2 separate regions of the Zea mays genome follow, and region 1 is linked to region 2. A link is a contact called in public Hi-C data. All regions are on one chromosome and are shown on one strand. Each heading gives the region's core, a stretch centred on a gene start, on an enhancer-like site or on the middle of the called end of the contact. The rest is flanking DNA. Distances are from core to core; before and after follow the strand shown.

Evidence for each region. A called contact is a pair of places that touch in the nucleus more often than the background predicts.
Region 1: a contact with region 2 is called in a Hi-C map of endosperm, with 4 times the contacts expected there. The contact joins the promoter of LOC103636489 here to the promoter of LOC100382859 in region 2. A contact is called at or near these places in 2 of 25 Hi-C or Micro-C datasets (ear and endosperm).

What each region holds. Positions count from the first base shown.
Region 1 is chr8:174,307,382-174,310,515 of Zm-B73-REFERENCE-NAM-5.0, forward strand. It overlaps LOC103636489, which reads left to right and starts at 1,865. Exons shown (of 8, transcript NM_001330558.1): 1 at 1,865-2,786. The coding sequence starts at 2,349.
Region 2 is chr8:173,994,528-173,997,843 of Zm-B73-REFERENCE-NAM-5.0, forward strand. It overlaps LOC100382859, which reads right to left and starts at 1,915. Exons shown (of 3, transcript NM_001352296.2): 1 at 1,172-1,915. The coding sequence starts at 1,680.

The sequences.
Region 1 (3,134 bases), core at 615-3,114, 310 kb after region 2:
AATGTGTGTGAACTTATGCTGGATCTCCCCTTCACACGAGACAGACACCCACACCCTGATGGTGAGTGCTCATATTGTCGTTATCGTGTCGTCGTTGCAGCCCGGAATTACCGAATCAAAATTGTGTTTCTGCAGGTTTTACCTTTTGTCAATTGTTGCAGTTGGTGTCAAGACATATGATCGGATCGGATCGGATGCTTTGTTGCTTCGCGTCGTTGCAGAGCCCGTGACCAGGCTGACGTTGCAGCAGCAGTCAGCGCTCGGCAGAGTCGCACGCTCCGGCGCGCTGGACTGGACTGGATGGACTATGGAGTGGGCTGAGGCCGGTGTGGAGAATGGACCGTTCGTTCGTTGGGTACCGGCAGGTTAGCAGTATGGCTAGCTCTCAAGACTAATTGTTCACACACAGATGTTGGTGTTGCCACGAGAATCCTGTCCGCGTCGCGCCGCTGCCTAATCGGGCTCCGTCGAGGACAACGTTTACCAGGAAACGGAGCGCTCCTCGCGTCTCCGTCAAGAACAACATGTCGCTACCTCTTGCAGTCTTCATCGAACCAGTGAGGAATAAAACAGACGCCTTTAATTTGTGACTCCATACCGCACATTCAGGGATCCTTGGTTGCGCTGTGGTCATTCTGACAAAGAGATAGAGAGAGAGAGAGAGAGAGAGAGAGAGAGAGAGAGAGAGAGAGAGAGAGAGAGAGAGAGAGAGATAATCGGCGTTCAATAATCGACCGGCACCCCGTGGTGCCGCCATGTACAACATGATGAGGCGGGTAAGCAAAGTGGGTTCACGAGCACCAACACGAAGCAAAGTGCGCGTGTCAACCTGATTAGACCACCACCAAACCTGGATGGATTCCTTCCCCACTCGGGACGGGACGATGTTGGCCTTCACCTGCCTGCCCGATGGACAGAATCACACACAACTCAACACATGGGCAACGATGAGACGCCAAGTAGCAGAGAACAGACATGAAACGACGAGATGGGAGGATCAGCTAGTCGTCGTCGTCGTCCCTGTTACGAATTCCCGGTCCTGCACGGCGGCCGGGCGTGTCGTCCGTATATATGTACCCGGCCGGGCGATGTGAACAAGCGGGAGGAGACGAGAGCAAGGCGAATTAGGACAAGTCTTCGGGGTCAGACATGAACATGAAGGGCGTACTATGCAAATACAAACATGAACATGAACGCGTCGTCGTAGCTACGTGCCCAGCTGACTTTTCAAGGGTCGCAGTCAAGCAGCTGACACGGCGCTGGGGGCCTGGGGCCGGATAAAAACCGGGGCGTTTCGCTCGTGTCGGGGCTACGTCAAAGCGGGAGAGATAGAACTCGGTCAGCGCGTCGTCACTTGCACTAACACCCGTTTAATCGTCGTCCCTACATACCCACCAAAATGGTCATCGTTTTTTTTTTTGGTTTGTTCCGGTTAAAGCAAGGAATCAGGCGCGCTAGCACTAGCACTAGCACTAGCACGTCGGGACCACATCCACTGACAGTGCGGAATGAATGTGACAATCACAGTAGTACAGTGCGCATTAATCACAGTAGTACATCGTACGGGCCTGGCACCTTCAGCTAGTTTCCATTGAGCTACTTCCACGTGTCTGCGCGTGCAGGAACTATACCTGCTTCTTCGCTTCACGTGTGCTGCTGCTCGGCCATGCCGGTTGCCTGTAACGGCGAATTCGGACCAGTGTCCATCTCAACCTCGGGGAGAAACAGAAGAAGAACCGGACGGGATGCCCACGGGGTCCTGGGAAATTCGAACACGTCTCCACGAGCCGCGCAGTGCGCCAAATGATTGCGTCCTCCGATCGGGTCCCTCGGCTTCGCTGCTCTACACCACCCGCGCACGCGCCCGTCACAGCCCGCGATAAACGAAAGAGATCCTGGACAGGGAAAGCGAGCCCGTGCGGTGTGGTCGAGCCAGCCAGCCAGCGAACATGGCACAGTGGAGGTGGCAACGACACCGGTGAGGCGAGCCTGGTTCCTGAAGAACTCGCTCGCCTGCTCTGCCTCCCTCCCTCTCACAAAATCACCAGGGGTTGCGGGCTGTGGCCCTGGAGGGCAGGGCATGCACGCGCGCGCACGACCGACGACCCCCTCGTGCAAGCTGCAAACCACCACCCCACCTCGCCCCCACGTTCCCTTACGTGCCCTCCCGTCCAGCGCCGCGCGGTTGCCCATCGAAGCGGCCAAGGCAGGGCGCCAGCGCCACCCGGCCCGGCCCCTTCTCCTGCTTCTGCTTGCTCTGGTCTCCCTCCTCCTCGCGATCGAGCTCCCGCGCTTGGCTTGGCTTGGCTGCGCACTTGTCTAAAGTCTAAACCAAAGCCGCTCCGGCCATGGTCGCGTCGCCGTCACCCACACCGTCGGCACCCTCGTCCTCGCCCTGCAGCTGCAGCAGCAGCAGCAGCTGCAGCCCCGTCACGTCCGGCGCGGCGCACCGCCGCCGCCTCCCGGACTTGCCCGCCGCAGCGGACCGCTCCGGCGGGGCGGCGCGTGCGAGGGCCCTGTTCTTCGCCCGGAGGGCCAGCGGCAAGCGGGCGGCGGCCGTGCTCGACCAGGCCTGGGCGCGGAACGCGGTGGCGTGCCTGCTCGGCGCCGCCGTCGTCGTCGGCCTCGTCACGACGACCTCGCGCCGGGGCGCCGTCGTCGGCGCGGGGATGGGGAGCCGCCTCGTCCGCAGGGCGGTGCCCGCCGAGGCGCTGCGGTTGGGGGAGGAGGAGAACCTCGCCGCCGTGGCTCGCCGCCCGCTCGACGACGACGACCCGCCGCCGTCGGTGCGTAGCTTAGCTCTACTCTCGATCGCCGTTATTGACTGACTGCCCCGTTATGTTTTTCGTCCTGCCATGCACCTCTGCTCACTAGAGGCTGCCGGCTTGGTGTCCGCGTGCATGTTAATCACGCACTAAACTCGCGGCTCTCAGAGCTCTGCATGGGCCTGGCTAGAAACCATTCGAACGTGCCGAGACCCAAACCAAGTCGATGACTGGATGATTTGATCTTCTTGGACTAAAAAACACGACAAGTCTGCTTTCAGTTGCCGTGTTTTGTTACTTCGCTGCGGAATCAAACAACATTAGGATTAGGATACGTAGGCTTGAGAGTCATTTTCGGCCTCTCCTGTG
Region 2 (3,316 bases), core at 665-3,164:
AGCAAATTTTTTCGTGAGGAAAAATGACTTGCAATTGCAACAGAGCATCCACCATGGTTTCTTGCCTCCAGTATCAAAAAGGAAAGTAGCTTCAGCATACAAAAGTAATACTAATAAACATTTGAGATGGAGACATATGTATCAAACACAGAACTTCCATGACCATCTATTATTAAACTTCCTTAGTCAACTGATTCAGGAACATCGTTAAAGAATTCCAAGTAAGAAATAGAAAAAATCAAACCATCTGGAAGACTTTTGGGAAGAAGAAAGGGAAAAGATGCTGCCTGAAATACAAGACTTGGTAACATATGAAATGTGTTCATGATTGAATTGGTTGATAACTGAAATCAACAACATGCAAAGCTGCAACAGAATTTTGGTCAAAAATATGTTTCATTGGGGACAGAGCTGTCCGGTTCAATCCCAATCAAGGTGGCACATAAGTGCTCCTAACTTCCCGGGAGTGTTTAGATCACCTGCCATTTTGACGACACCTCAAACAGCCTGCTCATACGAAATTGTTGTACTAAGAACTGGGGACTCCTCACAGCATGGCCAAATACTATTGAGATGGAAACAAAAAAAAAACACTGGACTAACGATCAAACCAGCAGTATTATGGATGTCATCCATTTATACTCAAGAAAATTCTTTCATGTTATGACCTATGATCGCATCAGAGCTTGCCCATGCCAATTTCACAGAAGGGAGGGAAGGAATTCAGAAGCAGGCGAGCTGCATCTTGCCCATATTAGAACTGTGACTACTTATATAAACTGACACACGGCCCAAGCTTATCTGTTACTGCTCCGTTTTAGGGGGTGTTTGGTTTCTAGGGACTAATGTTTAGTCCTTACATTTTATTCCATTTTAGTTCCAAAATTGCTAAATATAGAAACTAAAATTTTATTTTAATTTCTATATTTAGCAATTTATAGACTAAAAAGGAATAAAATGAAGGGACTAAAGTCTATAGAAACCAAACACCGCCTTAGTAACATCTCCGCCGGATCAATCATGATTCCTCGAGGAGGGGGAAAAGATCAAGTACTCAAGTGCGCAACTACCAGCTTACTTTCCCAGCACACCGTAATGGGAAAGCAGGCTGGACAAACACGGTGTAGCAGATCAGCGGATGAAAGACGAGGAACAGAGATACGGGTATTACCTGCAGGAGCGGGCGACGAGGCGGAGGGCGTCCGTTGAGAAGCCGGAGCACTTGTCGAGCTTGAGCACCTGTAGCATGTGGCCGCGCGCGCGGACGAGCACGGCGATGTCCTCGTCGGTGACGGTCATGCGGCGCAGGTGGAGCGCCTTGAGGCAGTCGAGCGGCGCGGCGAGCTCGGCGACCCAGGGCGCCGCGTAGGCGCCGAAGTCTTCGGGGATGAGCCCGTACATGGCGGCGCGGGGCCTCCCCTTGAGCGCGAGCGACTCGAGCCGCCGGAACCTGGCGAGCAGCCGCGCGGGCTCCACGGCGTAGCAGAAGCCGACGGTGACGTGCTTGCGCGAGAGCGCGTCGATGCGGTGCCAGCGGCGGCACACGAGCGAGGCCGCCTCCCGGTCGCGCGGGTCGTCCACGTAGCCGAGCACGAGGTGCAGCGCCTCCTCGGGGACGCCGCCGCAGCCGAAGCTGAGCGAGCGGCTCAGCCGGCGCGGCTCCGGCACCTCGCCGCCCATCGGGTCGGGGTCGGAGAGTGAATCGGCTACCGCGCGGGGCCGGCTCGCCGGAGATCTAGGCCGAGCGTGGGCATGGAGATTTTTGCTGTCCCCTGCCGCTGTGATTTTTGCAAAGGGTGAGGGATGAGGGACGGGGATTAGAGAGCCAGCAAGCGTTTACTCCGTTCCTGCGCCGATCAGGATCAGCTGGTGGTGCCGCGCCACGTAAGCACCCGGGTGGCGGAGGTGAGGTGTGATAAATGGCGTCGCCCGCCGGGCGCAGCCACAAGCAGCTAAAAAGGCATTTTGTCTGGTCCCCTGTCTGTGTTAAGAGAGTCGATTATGTTATGCCTAGCAAGGACTGACTTGTTTTTATGTGAATCTAAAAGGTTATTTGGATTCATATAACCAATAGCGACCAGTTAAAAACTAGCTGAGTGTTCATTTAGATCTTTTAACTAATGGATTTAGGTAATACGGTATCTTACATGTAATCCAGATGGATGGATACAAACAGTCAAACAGACACTAATTAGACGCGTTGCGAGGTATTAGGGTTCAAAACATGACCCATTCCAAATTTACCAGCAAGATAAAAGCATATAGAGGAGAGGTGTGTGGTAATGTGAAGCTTGGAAAAGACAATGAAAAAAACAATTGGTAACGGCTAATTATATATTTATATGGTATGATGTCTAGCACAGACGTTGGATTTGGTCCGCAATATACAATTAGTAGATAAATCTGTCTTGTCTTCTGCTGATTTGCGTTGTGTACCATAATGCTGTCAACGGATCCCTTCGTTGCCTTGTCTTTGGTTGAGACTTGTTCTATATATATCTAGTTGCCTGATCATCCAAGTTTAATTTAGAGGTGTCCTTTTCGGTAGACCACCATTGCTAAGAATGACAATACAAAATTTGGAGGAGACCAGTCTACAAGCTATGAGATGACAACATCGATCATTGAACTTGTACCAGCATCTATACAGTTGTTCAATATAGTAGCATAATATAGCGTGATAAATCTATTGCTAAGTATTCAGATGGCTGCCTAACTTGTCCACTAGAACTTCACTCCAAGTTGGGAAATAAATGTGAGGCTAATCTAGCATACTCTTCGCCCCCCCCCCCCCCCCCTATGATTTTGTCTTGTTTCTGCTGTGATACTTCAATTCAATAACAGGTCCCACTTGGAATGTCAGAATTGAAAGCCAACCCATTAATCATAATTTACGAATAGATTCATTAAGCTAAAATGGTTGCATATGCAATATACATGTATGCTACTCTTGACCACATAATACTTTTATACTGCACTGCTGCTACACACATGAATAAGCTAAAGAACATGGTATACATTGCGGAGCAAAAATAGAGTATAGAAATAATCTATTTCTGCCTCCCACCTCATAAATTTAAGGTTACAACAATTCCTTCGTCCTAAATCATAGCACATTTTGATATTTCTAGATTCATAGCTGAAACATATATATCTATGTGCATAACAAAAGTTATAAATATATGTAGAAAAGCTGAAACATTTTATAATTTACAACATATGGAGTATTTGGAATTTTGGATCCATAGAGCTAAATAGGCATTTGCTGATAATTAGCTCCTTGGATACAAAAAGATATAGGTAATTGTTAGGTATA